2 separate regions of the Rattus norvegicus genome follow, and region 2 is linked to region 1. A link is a contact called in public Hi-C data. All regions are on one chromosome and are shown on one strand. The core of a region is the stretch at or near the end of the contact, and the rest is flanking DNA. Distances in the headings are between cores, read along the strand shown. Region 1 holds the start of Adora2a (adenosine A2a receptor). Region 2 overlaps Specc1l (sperm antigen with calponin homology and coiled-coil domains 1-like).

What was found. Hi-C and Micro-C count contacts between places; a contact is called where the count stands out from the background.
Region 2: a contact with region 1 is called in a Hi-C map of Schwann cells, with 2.7 times the contacts expected there. The contact joins the enhancer-like site here to the promoter of Adora2a in region 1. A contact is called at or near these places in 3 of 12 Hi-C or Micro-C datasets (Schwann cells, liver and psoas muscle).

Annotation. Positions count from the first base shown.
Region 1 is chr20:13,328,446-13,336,377 of GRCr8, reverse strand. It overlaps Adora2a (adenosine A2a receptor), which reads left to right and starts at 3,576. Exons shown (of 3, transcript NM_053294.5): 1 at 3,576-3,760.
Region 2 is chr20:13,396,348-13,404,279 of GRCr8, reverse strand. It overlaps Specc1l (sperm antigen with calponin homology and coiled-coil domains 1-like), which reads left to right. Exons shown (of 16, transcript NM_001039455.2): 6 at 6,731-6,804; 7 at 7,830-7,932. Among named protein-coding and RNA genes, the nearest start is that of Specc1l, 43 kb to the left of the region's middle. Within about 2 kb of position 4,424, at least 5 of the 93 cell types and tissues checked have an H3K27ac peak or open chromatin away from gene starts, as enhancers often do.

The sequences.
Region 1 (7,932 bases), core at 2,327-4,826:
TACCCACTCTGTGTCATATGCTGGCCCCCAGGGGTTCCTGTGTAACCTAGTTTATCTGCCAGGAGCCCCACGGTGACACATCTTTATCATAAACCTATTATTGCCTGTACCTTGATTAGGGGCTGGGGGAGGGCATTCAGTGCTTCTGTGAGAGGCAGCAGTAAAGGAAAATAGATTCCTAGGAAGAAAGGTAACGTTCCCCAGACCCCTGGACCTATATAACCTCTGGGAGTCAGGGCACCCAATAGCCAGCTCCTTCCCCATCCTGACAGAGTTAGCACTTCCCAAAGTCTCAGGATAGCCAGGGGTGGGCAGCAACTTTATTGTTTGTATCCCTCCAGTGGGAAGTGGTCAGATGTGAACAGTCTCAGGCTACCATGTGAGGGCGGAGTCCCGGACTGCTGTGACTATTCTGGTGGAAGTCTGACAGCAGCAGGTTGGATCCCCCAGGAGGCCATGTGGGGACAGAGAGGAAGCCACACTTCTAGAGGATGAATTGGCATGAGAGTGGGTCAGAGGCGCGTGGTTTACTCACAGCAGGGTGGGAAGACTGGTCTTCCACACAGAAGTTCCTAAAGGGCGTCTGCTGTACCATGTGTGTGAGGAGGGGTAGCAAGGCCTCTGCAATTTGGGAAGCGAGTCCTAAAAAGAGGGAGAACACGATCTCAGGATTCTTGGTGCGAGCATGTGTGCTCTGCATACGGTTTTTGCATGGGCTGGACCTCAGGGTCCTCCTCAAGATGGACCCCAACATTTGGATATGCTGGAACTGTTCTGACTTCTGCAGGATCCCACTGCCAGCCATCCTCTAATGCAAGGGAGCCATACTGGGTCCTAGGACTGAAGCACAAGGATGGGGAGCACAAGGAGGAAGCTTAGGGCCATCCTTGGAGGTGGTGAGGACCCTAGTGTAAGGACCTGCAGAGTGCTGTCACATTCTACCATAGGGCCAAGCAAGACAGCTGCACACACCTCAGCTGTTTTCCTGTCTACGTTACCACACCAGATTAGCTCCAAGGTTGACGACTGGCTAGCTGCTCTCACCCCAGTGGGAAGAAGTGGGTGTAGGATGGAGTATTTTCCCATAACGTTACAGGCTGGGAGGGATTGCCCTCCCATCTGGCGTGCTTTGGACTTGTACACACAGCCCCTAGTAGCCTTTGGACATGGCTGCTCGCTCTGGCATTATTTTGCCTTTTCAGGGTGTCCCTCTGAGGGTGAATTGAGCCTCTTGCTCACAGGAAGAAAATTGAACACTTAGGGTGGCCTGAGGTTCTTGGGGGACTTGGCCCAGGGCCCACTAGGTCCATGGTCCTAGTCTTGGCGTGTCTTGTTCCCCGATGTGGCTCAGCTGGCCCTAGAGCGAACAATGAGGGCCAGAGGCCACACAGGTGCATCCTGGGCAGGAACAAAGGGCTGGGGATAGGGTGGGGGAGTAGTCTGAGCGTGGAATTCTGGAACATGACAGAGCCCAGCTGGCCCCATGGTTAGGGCTGAGGAGTTGGGATCTGGACCTGAGTAAGGGTGGGCAGCTGTAAACTTCAAAGACTGCCTGAGGCTGTACAGACAAACCAAAACGCAGAGCTAGAAACCAGGCTTCTGAGGGCTACGTGCACTGTCTAGGGGCAGGCAGGACCCACACTAGGAGCAGGCCTATACCTTCTACCTTTGAAGCCTTTTCAGGGAGGCTCCTGTTTGGTCTCAGCCCACGTAACTGGGAAGGGAGCCCAGCCAAGACCAAAGCGAACCTTTATTAGCTGGGAAAGCCCGAGCCACCTTCTTGTGGCTCAGCACAGCTTCATGACAGACACGTGGGCCTACGGAGCTGATGCCAAGCAGGCTTTGACTGTCATGGCCACAGGGCACAGTTTCTATGGTGAGATGCTACCTGTCAGAACCAACCTAAGGTCGACAGCAAGGGCCAGTGGCTTTGTTTTCCTGAGGACCAGGATTGGAAAGAGGCCTTACTCCCTGAGCCAGGCAAGACCCTCTGGCCCAGTGGTTCTCAAACTCCCTAACAGCGCGACCATTTAATAGAGTTCCTCATGTTGTAGTGACTCCCCCAACCATAAAGGCATTGCTGCTTCGTAGCGGCAATTCGCTGCTAGTGTGGATCATAATGTAAATATTTCTGGAGATGGAGGTTTGCTAAAGGGATTGGGACCCACAGGTTGAGAACCACTGCTCTATGGGGGGTGGGGAGGGGAGAAAGGTGCTGGGTCCTGGGATTGGTTGAGAGAGAAGCATCAGAAAACAGGAGGGACCCCCAGAACTGGCCTCTACTTCATGAGTTCCCATATCCCCTTCAAGGGAGATTTTCAGGATAGTCATTCCACACGAGCCTGACAGGGAAGCATGGTATTGCTCCCCCATGAGGAGAACTCAGAAGCGAGGGTGCAGAGTCCGGTTTGAGAACAGGCTGCAGCTTGGTTGTGTCTCATCCTCACCCCTATGCTACTAGCTGCCGGGCAAGTTTTAGAGGTGTCTAAGCAGAATAATGACATCCCTAGAAGGCAAAACACAGCAGTGTCAGGGAGGCCTTGGAACTGGTCCTACTCGATAGTTAGAGGCTTCTTAAGCAGGGGGATAGAAGCTGAGATAGCAGTGCCCCGTGCTCCCTCCAGAGGGTCTCAGGTTTAATTCAAATTGCACGAAGGTCCCTGCTCTAACCAGATCTATAGACGCACAAACACGCACACAACACCCTCCGCGCTACAGATGCTGAAGGACCCATAGAGGGTCTGGGCTCGTCAAATGGAAAACAAAAGGTCAGACCTTGGAGGGATGAGCCGGGAGACTGCAGACCTGGTAAGTGACAATCACCAGTCAAAGGCTCCTCCGAGGGAGGGCTGGGCGCCTGCAGTCACCATGTACCTACTTCTAAAGAGATATTCTTTCCCATCCCGATCGATCGCGGACTCCCGGGGTCTAGCCTGGCCCTCAGCTAGCCCTCCACACACTTTTCTCTAGAGGAACCATGGGTTCCAAGAGGTTCCAGAAGACAAGGCTCCAGAAAGGCCTTGGCCATTGATGCCTGGGTGTGTGAAGGGCTTGTCCTGCTGCGAACAGATTGAGATCTGCAAATCCTTCCAGAGACAAGATTCCACGAAGACTCCGGGGTCCAGCCGCCTCCGCCTCCGGTACAGCGGTCGTGAGAGGAGGAGGGTCCCGGCCCCGAAGTCTGAGAGTCCGAGTTAAGACTGTGAGGCAGTGGCACTCCTTCCTCGCTCAGTAGTTCAGAGAAGTAGGGGTGTGGGGGAGGAGTCACGGTTTCACAGGCATCAGAGATGTAAGAACTGTGAAGGACACCCCCACCCCCACCCCACCCCCGGCCTACAGTTGGGTGTGGAGTAGCTTGTGGAGTAACAGCACCAGGGCAGCTTAGCTGAGGGACCAGAGTGGCACAGGCAGCCTGATGCCTTGTGGAGGAACCAGCGGAGAGGGGTGGGGCGCCAAGGCTTCATGGGTGGGGGCACTCGGGTGGGGGTGGGAGTGGCGCTGGAGGAGGCGGTCAGGACGCGTGGACTTGAAGCGACCACGTTGGGGAGAAGGGTGCTTTGCTGCGGGTCCCATCACCACCTAGTTAGCCCTCCCAGGGACATTTCCTCCAGTTCCCGCCTCAGGGCCTCGGTTTCCCCCAGCAGCGGGGCGGGGCGGGAGCAGCGCTAGTTTCGAAGTCGCCTGCAGGGTGCGCCCATGAGCGGCGCGGCCGGAGCTGGAGCCTGAGCGGCAGCTGAGACGGTGGGAGCCAGAGCAAGAGGCAAGTCAGCGGGGGTCCTGGGTCCCGGGGACCCTGGGGGTCCCGGGTGGGTGTCTTGGCGGTTATGGCGGTCGGAGGCTGCGGGGCCGGGAGGTCTGAGCGGACCAGGGCCATCCCGCCCCTCAGAGCGTCCGCCGCTCCCTGCGACCCTTCCTTCCTGCTGGAGGAGTCCGCGGGTACCGAGGTCCGAGCCTGCCCTGGCCGCTTCGGGAGCAGTCGCAGCCGGGGTCCTCGGCGCGGTCACATCCCAAGCGCGGTGCCATCGGGGCGGTCCTCAGCGACCGGAAGGTGCCTAAGGGCAGGTAGGGAGGAAGGGGTTCGAGTAAGGCAGGGTGGCGGGATGCCTTACAGTCATCTAGACCCGCAGGCGACGCGCGGCCACAGCCGTCGATTTGTCCCCCGCGCGGAGGACTGAACCTGCAAGCGCACAAGTCCCTTTAGGGCGCGTCCCTGCCAAAGCTAGGCTGCGGACGTCGAGGCGCGGCCGGAGGTAGGCGGGTCAGACTCCCTGGTTAGGGGTTCAAGCGGGCACCAGGCTACAGGCGCAGCAAGAGCAGGGGAGTTTGGAACCCGGGGGAGGGGAGCATCCTGTTGACTGTGGTGGCGGGAACTCGAGTTAGGGCACTTCGGGGAGTCCAGAGAACAGCAGGGTGGGTGAGCGCTTAGGGGTTCCTAAAGCAGGGGTAGAAATGGCGGCAACGGTAACCCGTTCCCTCTCAAGGGTTTGGCAGAGGATGGGCAAGGGCTTTGGAACCTTTAGACCAATTTTGCCCGCCCATGTAATGGGAGGAGCAGGGATTCACAGTGGTCCAGAGCGGCAGAAGCAACAGCCAGGCAGTAGCCAAGGTTCCCAGGGCAGGCAGAGCATATATTCTCTTTATGTCTAGGAGGGATTTGGACCCCTCTCCTTACCCAACCGGAGACCGCACCCTGTCTCCCGGAGATGGGAGCCTGTTCTCTGTCCTACCTGGAACTCCATGCTGGTTGCCCTGAACTCTGCCTTTGTACTCCCAGACCCTGTGCACCTTTTAGGAGATTGCCCACACCCAACCAAGGATGTCCTTAGTGTCAGGACCCTTAAGATGATGATGGAGAGGTTCTTTGAAATGCGGGGTTGGGAAGGCTCTGCTTGTTTGGTTCTGTAGTCGCTCACTGCTCAAAGACTGGTGGTGGGTCCCTGAGTTGTGGTGTCAAGATCTCAAAGCTCAGCCCTTGCATTTTTGGGACTTCCCAGGTTCTCTCAAGTTCTGGTATCTCTTGGGCAATCCCTAGCCAGTGTGCATTCCCTCAGAGGCTGACCATGACTGTTCTGGGCTGGGCTAGCCTCCCTGTATGATCATGGCTTGAAGTTAGGCTAAGGTCAGCCCACACAAGTAGTATGAGGCAAACTGTGGGCCAGGCAAAAGAAACAGTGAGTGATCTCCAGTGTCCTGCTGGGAATCCTTTTTCCCATCTGTAGAATGATGGCGTAATGGCGAACACACAAGGGTATAGAGGAGGAGAGAGGGGTGGGAAAGAGATAATCTTTGGTCGGGTGTGGGAACCAAGTTTAGAGGAAGGGATGATGGCAGTGGTGGCAGGGGTGTGTGTTATGGTCGGGTATGTTAGAGGGCAAGTCATCGGGCTCTGTTCTTAGGTTGGGTAACCCTGGAAGGAGAAGCAGAGATTACTATGAGCAGAAGGAAGTGTGGACGAGAATTGGTTTGGGAGCAAGCGTGTGGTTTCAAGGCCTGTAAGCGGGGCCACAGTCCCTGGTGAGTCTCCGTTGTCGCCTGAAATCAGCAGATCTTGCCTCTAACCTGCTCCTCCCTGAGTTACCTCTCCCGGCAGAAGCTAGAGCCCAGCCGTCTTTTGGTACAACCCAACCCGGGCCCTGAGTAGTGTGTGCATAGGAGAGTGGAGGACAAGGCATCTGGAGAGTTGGGCACAGGTAGGAAACATTTTGGTGAATGTGATGGAGAGGTGAGGATTTTGCTACAAGCGGGGACTGAGCTGGTAAAAGAGAATGTCTCCAACTGCCAGGGAGGAATCTGGGCTCTGGGACACCCTGGGGACCACGCAGGGTAGATCACGGAATGGGGAAGTCAGTGTAGGTTGGAGAGAGCAGATGTGGTACAGAACTTGAGAATTGGGTTCCACACTGGGACCCCAATAATAGAAGATTAGGGGTACCGAGAGGAGCCCCTTGGAGACTGCTCATGCCCAGAGCAAGGCCCGGACCCTGAGGTAGGGAAGAAGGAGCTATGTAGTACCGAGAGGGAGGCTGCGGTCGTGAGATCCTGCCAAGTGTCAAGCCGGGATGGAATGGGAGAGAGAAGCTACCCTCACTCCCGGCCTAGGAAGAGGGGGGACACTAGGAAGACAGGACTTGTGCAGCTTTCCAGGGCAGCCTCTAACTTTATGTGTCATGTCTCCGTTCAGAGAGTCTAGCTGCAGGAATCTTTGCTTGTGGCCTCACAACGGCCTCCGGGAGCTGGGAGCCAGGCCCCCGGCTAGCCTGGGCAGAGGGACAGTGACAGGGTTCACGTGGATCATACTCATGTTGGTCCAGTACAGCCTGTTCTTTCCCTTCAGCCTCTATGGCTGTCCTAAGGTTACGGCAGCAAGCTTGCATCCCTCATTTCTAGTGTACAGGCTAGCCTCCTGGCGGGGTTCCACCCAGGGTTTGCTTGTTCTCTTCCCAGGAGGCACAGGAGTTGAGCCTTTCACGTGACACTCCTACCATGGCCCGTGCACATGGGAGAGGCCAAGGCACAGTGGGGAAAGTCTGGCATGACCTTGCGTGGAGCCCACCTGGGCTGCTCCCACTGCAGGCTGCTCTCCCAGTATTTCTGTGAGGCCTGGATCCAGGGAAGGGCTTTATCCGCAATGGATAAATGGTACCTGAGGTAGGACTGGGGACCTGTGGTTCTCTCTGGCTACCAGATCTAGGCAAGTGGGGATGTCAAAGCCCATCCTAAGGTTCTTAGTGGGAGAGAAGGGAGATACGACTGGCCAGTGGCCTTTGAGTCTAGGGCCTGGGACTCTAGACTGAGGTAGCCTGGGTCCTGGCTGGTGGTAGAGATGTCATTTAGAAGGGCGAGCAAGTGCCCTGGCCTCCAGAGAGCTGCAGAGAACTGGTTCTCCCTTCCTGCCCACATCCTGTCCTCAGGAACACAACAAGCAGCCACACGGCCCCTCCCACTCATGGCCGTTGGGGGAGGGACTTACTGGTCACCTGCTTGAGACCTTGGGGCCCAGCTTTTATCAGGTATTAGAATTTGGGTGCTGTACAACTCTAGAGGGATCCAGAAGGGAAGGATGGGGAAGGGAAGGGAGAACAAGACCCCGATAGTCCATGCGGCATTAGGTAGCCTCAGGAGGGACCCGTCCTGGTGACTGGTGTGTGGCAGGTTTGGGGGGGTTCTTCCTGTAAGCTCCAGTTACTTCTGAGCCACTATATGGCTGCTCTTTTGGTTGGGGGGAGGTTCCGGTCCGTCCTTCTATGACTCTGTCTTGGTGTCATTCCCCAAACCAAAGGACAGACGTTGGAACTCCTCCATCTAAACTTTGCCTCTGATTCCAGTACGAATGACCAAGTGTTCTCTCTTCCATCCACCGTTGCCTTGGTCCTCAACTCCCTGCAGGTCCAAGGCTTTGTCAAGCCCGTTCAAGACTTTGTGCTTCTTTCTCTTCTCCGCTCTTGTGTGCCAGCGAGCCTGATACCTGTCTCGTTCTTGTTTCGGCTCTTCGTGTTTGAGTTATCGAAATCAGTACTGCCCAGGCTAGACCTTCCCCTCCCGTGGGTTCCGTGTTTGGCATTTTTATTTTTATTTCATGCCTCCCCTTTCCCCCCCTTTTTTTGAGGCAGGGTGTCACTATGTAGACCAGGCTGGCCACCACCTCAAAGAGACCCACCGAGCAGTCTCTGCCTCCAGGGTGCTAGGATTAAAGGTGTACACCGCCTCTTCTATGGTCTCAGTTTCCTTGCGTTCTGAATTCTGGTTCGTGGCTCATCTGAAGTGGGAGCCAAGGTCCTAGGGTCAGGGCATGGCCTGAAACGACTTCTCTGCCACCAGCTAGGACCCAGGCAATCTGAACCTCTAAGGGGGCAGCTGTCATTGAAGAATTCCCAGGGTTCTTGTCCTTTGAGACTTCTGCAGGAGACCCCAGGACTGAAGGGAACAACAGTG
Region 2 (7,932 bases), core at 3,175-5,674, 67 kb before region 1:
CCAGCATCTAAACAAATTTTATACTTTGTTAGCTCGCTAGGTTAGATTGCAGGTACTTTTTCTTTGGAGTTTGATGGCAATTAATTTTTTTCTAGAAAATTCTCACATTTGGAGTTAATTCAGCATATAATACATGAATTTATGTTGTTTGAGAAAGAAAGGTATCTTCTGTGGAATATTTTAACAAGGTTAGAACCTCTTCATCAGCTCTGAAATAAGCCTTACATTTTCATAGTAGTTGTTCCTCAGCCACCCCAAGGTAAACCCCATTTGTACTCCATGGTAATTGCTCCTCAGTTACCCCAAGATAAATTCCTGACCTTGGAATTGCTATGGAGGATTTTACAACCGTTCTTGGCCTCAAGAATGTGGAGGAAAATACACTCAGAATGAAGTGACCAATGGAAAACTTAGATAAATAAAAACTATGAGACAGATCAAGTGTGAAGGCCTCAGCATTTTAGTCAGAAAGGTGTGAGGTAGACTCAGAACTTCAGTTCAGAACATGGCTGCGGATCACGGTCTCCTTCCTTTCCCTGAAGGAAGAAGATGAATGAAATGTAAACCTCAGTGAAACTGATGTTGACATGGAACGGTTGGCCTGTGCTAGTGGATCAGTCGTTCTGAGTAATTTGTGGAATACAGAGAGCATAGAATCAGATGGATGGCGCAATAAGACAGAATAGAGAAGCCTGCAGTCCAGGAGCACAGTGAGACTCGGAGGAATGGTGTTCCCAGCAAGCTTTGGGTGGAAGGAAACACTACTAAAACTGCCTGCCTGCTCAGGGCTGGGCACTGGACTGAGGGCCCTGACTTACTTTTGCTCATTTGCTCCTGAGCTCAGATTTTAAAGGAGTAGAATTGGATGCCAGGGTTCTTTGAATGACCTCGGTGTCAGAAAGTAAATTGGATTGTGTCTCCAGAACTGTAGGCTAGTGGTCTGGGAGAGAACCACACAGAGGGATAGGTACGTTTGACTCCGCTGTGAAATGGATGCAGTCCTGTTGATGTGTCATCAGCAGAGCCCTTACTACTTGCTGTACCAGGAGCAGCCTGTGGGTGAACAGTGCACCCGCAGTTGTTACATGATGTGTGTCAGTCACCAGTACTTGTTCCCTATAAGAAACATCCGTGAAGACTGACCAAAGAAAATCAACCAAAGAGCACCCCAGATAAAGCTAGAGACTTTGTCACCGACCTAGCAAAGCTAACTCCTGTTCTGGGGTGGTGGTGAAGCATGCCTTTAATCCCAGCATAGGCAGGCCATCTCTGTGAGTGCAAGGGATGCCTGGTCTAAATAAAGAGTCCTGGGCCAGCTAAGGCTCTGTAGTGAGAGCCTGTCTTAGAGCAATGATGATAATGATGACGATGATGAATGGTTAGGATGGTGGTGGTGATGTTGATGATGGTGGGTATAGTGGTGATGGTTGGTAATGATGGTGGTGGTGATGATGACCATGATGATGGTGATGATGATGAATGATGAATGATTATGGTGATGGTGGTTTTAATGGTGATGGTTGGTGATGATGGTGATGATAGAAGAGCAGCTTAAAGGTCTTGGATTAAGTCCGGGCAGCTGGCTCCGTGGGTAAGAGAACTTACTCTGTAAGCATAAGGATCTGAATTTGAACCCCAGCAAAAGAAAATAGAAAGCTGAACATGGCTATGCATGCTTGAGAGAGTGGACTGGTTGTCCAGCCTCGCTGAAGTAAGGAAGCTGTGGTTCCGTGAGAGACCCTGTCTCAAGGGAGTAAGACAGAGAGCATGCATACATACACACACACACACATGCACACATGCATACATACATACATACACACACATATTTTTTAAAAGTAAAAGTATATGAATAGGCAAATCAGGAAAAGACAGAAGATAGTTGGCATGGAAAAGAAAAAGAACAAAAATGCCAGTATTCATTAAGCAGATGTGAAAAAATTAAAAAGATTGATAGCAGGCAAGAGGAAGGAATATTTTTGTGACATTAAGAAGAATATGCTTGGGGCTGGGGATTTAGCTCAGTGGTAGAGCGTTTACCTAGGAAGCGCAAGGCCCTGGGTTCGGTCCCCAGCTCCGAAAAAAAAAAAAGAACCAAAAAAAAAAAAAAAAAAAGAAAAAAAAGAAGAATATGCTTGCTGCATCTTTCTAAAAATGTTGATAAAAATTTTTATTAAAAGACTTAGCAGTCCACTTGAAGGAACCTGTCCCTAGAAACAGCATTGTAGGATTGTAGATGTGTGTGGGGGCTTGCCTCAGAACTGCTTGTCACCAAAACCTGGAAATAGTCAAGATGTATTTTATTTTATGTGTATGAGTTGGGTGTGTGGCGTGTGTGCGTGCGTGCGTGCCTGTGTGTGAGTGTGTGTGTGTGTGTGTGTATACGCACGCACACATGTGTACTATGTGTATCTTGTGCCCTGAGAGTTGCAGAATCCCCTGGAACTGGGTTATGCATGGTTCTCAGTTGCCATGTTGGTTCTGGGAACTGAACCAGGATCCTCTGCAAGAGCATCTGCGGCTCTTAAGTGCTGAGCCATCTCTCCAGCCCCACAGTGGACATGCCCAATGGTTGTAGTATAGTAAGTAGCTTATGTACACAGTGGGAGTTCCCACTCTCATTGCCACTATGCCAGTGAGGATGGAAAGGCAGAGCTCAGTACCCTGGCTAGAAGATGAACAAAGGCAGCCACAGTGCACGTCTGCACTTAGAACCACTTAAAGCTTCAAACTTGGGGGTTGGGGATTTAGCTCATCGGTTGAGCGCTTGCCTAGCAAGCGCAAGGCCCCGGGTTCGGTCCCCAGCTCTGAAAAAAAAAAAAAAAAAAAAGCTTCAAACTTAACCTGACATGAATGGCAGCCAGACACAGTGATCCTTTAAATGCTGACTTCATTGTGCTCTTAAACCATAAGTGAACTGATCGCCTTTCAAAAACAAACAAAACCCAAGAAACTAACAGTTTCTTGAAGTAGACCCTTCTAGTATACACTGAATCAGCTCATGTTGGTATTTGCAAAGGGTCCTTGATTACTTCCACCTCTGGAACTTTTCTTTTCTGCACATAATATCTGAATAAGTGTGTAAAGACTTGCTGTATTTGTAACAAAAAGTTGGAACTCTGTTAAGAGGAGAATTTGACAACAAATTCTGATATGTTCCTTTAATAGAATACTCTGGGGCCATCTAGATGGTACTACATATCTGGATTTACTGATAATGGAGTCTGTTATTTGCTACGGGTTTATGAAGTAGTACAAATATAACCTCATTGTGCATAGGAAGACAAAGCCAGGCCGACGTGGGAGTGTAGTCCCGTGCAGTGAGTCGCTGGGGTAGGAAGGCTATTTTGAGCCTCTGTAGGAATTTAAGGCTTTCCTGGGCAGCACAGCAGACCAAGTCCAAATGACATACACACACGAGGAATCTAGAAGGATGCAAGGCAAACGTAAATAAAGGTAATCTTATCTTGATACAGTTTCTATCTTCTAATTGCTTTATTGTGAACATAGCTTACTTTTAGAATTAAGAAAAAGTGTTATAACCACTTTTTTTTTTTTTTGGAGAAGGGGAGAATAAAGATTTGAACAAAATTAAAAACTAAAGTAAAGTTCTATAGTTCATTTGAGAATCATTTGTGTCTTCTCCCAGGTTCTGCACACATTGCCTTTGACAGATTATTTTCTCTTGACGCTTGCTTTCCTCTGAAAATAATACTTAATTCTGAAAATAATACTTAGTTCATTCTCTGGGAAATTCTGGACCAAATGGAAGCAACTGATGGTAGTGCCGGGAGACCTCCTGGGCTTCAGAGGCCGGGAGGGCTATTGTGGATCTGGGTGATTTTAGTAAGTCCTCAAGAGGACCAGAGTCTGAGCCTGAGCCCATGGTAACTGCCCAGTAGTGTCTGCATATGAGAGCTAGCATGGTCAGGGATAGGTCATTGGAAGGGAGACAATTACAAAACCCATTACTAAACAGGAAGGGCAGTTTCCAGAACTATTCAGAAGAAAGTTAGATGGAATAATAATGCAACCGCAGTTTATCTGATTTCTAGAATAAAAATAGTTCTGTAAAAAATAGAAGTTTAATCTGTAATTTAAAAGCAAGGAGAGAATAGTTCTTGTTTGTGATAGAATTTGAGTTGAAGACAGTAGGTGGCAGTGTCGCCCACATGAGGGAAACTGGTCGGGAAGGAGGCTCATTTGAAGGTTCCTGAGTAGAGGTGATATTTCCTTCTCGTGTGACTATAGGTGGTGCTACATAGCAGTGGTCTTTAAAAGAAAGAGGACTTCCATAGAAACTCCTCCACTCTCAGGGAAGAAAAGCACATTGCCATTTCTTAACTTTCTGTCTCAGAGGAAAAGTACATTATGATCATAAGGTTGAAAGCACAGCCCTAGACCTGTGTAGTGCGATTCGTGCTGTGTGAGTGTGACCTTGCCTGGCAGTGCTTCTGTTATGTAAAAGGAGAATGGCAGACACTGATCATGTGTAGTACCCACAGCAACCACGTTCCTGTTGAGAGGAGTGGTTGTGTGTATTCTGTGAATGTGAGTGTGGAGGTTGATGAACAAGAGAACAGAAGAACAAAGCACTAAAGAAATGAGAATTGTCTAACTAGTCTAAGATGGCCACCTCAGTCAGATGTGCCACAGGACCAAGATGCCAGGTGCTAAAAGCTAGTGTAACAGACAGTTAAGTCTGCCTGTGTCCTTTGCAACCAAAAGAAAAGTTTTGTTTTATGTATATGAGTGCTTTACGTGTGTGTGTCTGTGTGTGTGTGTGCGTGTGTGCCTCAGATACCCTGGAGCTGGAGTTACACACAGTTGTGAGGTGCCATGTGGGTGCTGAGAATTGAACCTGGGCACATGAATTGTGACTTCAAGGCCAACCTAGAGGTACATAGCAAGTTGCAGACCAGCAAGATCTAAATGCACATTGTATAAAAAAAAATAACTCTTGTACATAAATGGACTGAGTATAAAGAGAAGGTAGAATTTCTAGTGTTCTCAGTTGTTGTCTTTACTTTGTTTATGTCTGAATGTGTGAAACCACCCACACATGAGCTGAGAAGGAGCCAGACCTGCTGGCTTCAGAGTTGCCCTGTTTCTGTCAGCAGAGAGCAGGGCCATGGGCTTGTCCACTCACTGTGTGTACTTGCTGTGACTGGACTAGTGCTCTGTCCAGGTTAAAGGAGGCTTCTCACAGGACAGCCTCTGGAGTCTAATCATTGGAAGAGAAATCGTTCTGCTTCTCTAGCACAACTTTAACTCTGAGAAGGTAGAAACTATATTTTCCTTTGTGTCTTCATTATCTAGAAAACCAGACTGATTCATAGTTTACACTTAGAAAAATGATTGTTGAATTAATGAATGCATTCTGAACACTTTATTTCATGGGCCCTGACTTCACTAACCAGTTTTGTCTCTGTGTCTCCTAGTGGAGACATTAATGGTTGGTTGCTAAAATTAGACTGTCTCTCTATGTTGTTTTATCTCATTTTATCCAACATTACAAATTATTATGTGCTTCTAATAATAGTTTGTAGTAATATGTTATAACTGAAATTACTTTGTATCGTTTTTAATATATCATGGACTCATGAGAGAAGTGTTTGTCATGTGAGCCTGAGTTCAGTCCTGGAACCCATAGTAGGAGAGAAGAACTAACTTTGATGGTGTCCTCTGACCTGTTCACCTGTACTCACTTAAGTGCACAGTCAAGTAATCTCTCTCCCCCCTCTTTCTCTCCTCTCTTTCTGTTACACACACACACACACACACACACACACACACACACACACACAGATTGAGGTTTAAAAAGCTGAATGTAGTGATGTATACTTTTAATCCCACCATTGCGAGGCAGGAAGGTGGATCTCTGTGAGATCAAGAAGACCAGGCCGATCTACATACAGAGTTCAGAACAGCTCGAGCTACATGGAGAGCATAATGAGACCTTGTTTCAAAGAATATGTATCCTGACTCAGGATGTCGTTCAGTGGTTGAAAACCTATGCATAGCATATATGAGGCCCTGCATTTGATTTTTTTTTTTTTGGAGCTGGGGACCGAACCCAGTGTAGCATCAATAGGCAACATCCTAGTAAAGGACTATTTCCGTACGTAAGCACCGTTCCTGCACGTAGCTGAGAAGTGATTGTTCCTGGGCTGTGTGATAATGAGTGCGGCAGGTGTCCAGAAGGACAGTGACACGTGGTGCACGCCCGAGGCATTTCCCTGTGTGAGCTTCCTTACAAGCAGAGAATGTGATTTCCTATTGTATTTAGTGCTACTATTCCATAAATTAATTGGCAGCTCTCTGGATACTACAATTTTAGAAATAATTCGACTGATTTCATGTTTCTGGAATTTATTCCAGTGTGACAAGGGAATATGCTTTGCATGGCTTGGAGAGATAACTTCTGTGATTAGAAGCTGACATTTTAATAGCAGTCAATGCTGTTTTGATTGGCCTTGTGCCAATAATCTGTATGTTTCTAACAATTGCTTCCAGCTTGCTTAGGAAGTGATGCAGAAACTATAGCCTTGGATTGAATATTCTTTCATGCTTTTAAGTTTTGTGATGAAAGTAAACAAGCCTTGGCACAGGAAAACTATTTAGATGATCGTATTTTTAACACCTCTTTTTATGTCATTTCTTTTGAACATTTAAGATCATAAGGACTTTAAGTTTAAGAAGCCATATTTAATCTTTGTGGTTTTTTCAGATACAGTTAAAAAACTCCAAGACCAAAAGCATGACTTGGAAAGAGAAAACAAGACCCTTCACAGGAGACTTCGGGTAGGGTAAATCTTCATGTGCTGCCTCACTAGAAAACGTGACTCTCTGACGTGCACTGTACCTTAACCTGTAGATGTGGTGGGATGTTGCCCACACTGGGATTTGGGCTGAAAGCAAGTGCCCGTACTTTAAATTGGATCTGGCACTGCATTTAAGGTAGGAGAATATACTGGTAGTTATTTATAGATAGATGTGTTTGAAAATAGTTTATTAAGGCTTGATTTTAAAATCACAGACCAGGCTGTTTGTATGTGAGTTTTCTGTGTTCTCGGGGTTGGCTTGGCTGCCAGCCCCCATGCTGCTAAGATGTGCAGGGACAGCTAATCACAGACCCTGAGTCCTGAGCCAGTTGTTGTAGCTACTTTCATGGTACCAGAAAATTGCTTGGAGGACGAGAGGATGGCTCAGGCAAGGCCCAGCTGTGGCTCTGGGGGAAGCGAAGCCCCTGGGGAGACTTCTCCGCCCAGTCACACCCGCATCCTTCTTGTCTGGGAAGCAGCGGAGCTCTGAGTTCCTTACGTCTCCGTGTGACTGTGTCTGCCTGCGCTAAGTTCAGTTTTTCTTCTGCCTTCCTCTTCCTTTTCCTTTACTTTAGATTTTTTTTTCCTGCTAGTTTTTGATGTCAGGGTATTTATAGTTTTTACTGTATGGTTCACATACCATTTATATACCTTCCAGAGGTACAGCTCTAAATTTTTGATGATATTTATTTTCGTAACACTTGCTTTGAAACTTGCATGAGGAAGAGAGGTCTAACATTGTTCTCATTAATATTTATTGAGCACTCTGAATACTTAATGCCTCGGTAGGGGATCAGATGGCAAATCTTTCCTTCATTAGGAACGAGTTTACTGATAAGAGTTGCTTTGTTTTAAAAATAGATAACAGCAATTCTTGGAATTAAAAAAAAGTCATCATTCAAGAGTATGTCTTGTTAGGCCAAACTAATCATAAACAAACTTTACTGCTTTTAAGTAAATCCTCACCGCTTTCTTTTGGAAATGAGAGTTTACTTTCTAATGCAGGAAGAGTCCGCAGAATGGCGGCAGTTTCAGGCTGATCTCCAGACTGCGGTGGTCATTGCAAATGACATCAAGTCTGAAGCCCAAGAGGAGATCGGTGATCTAA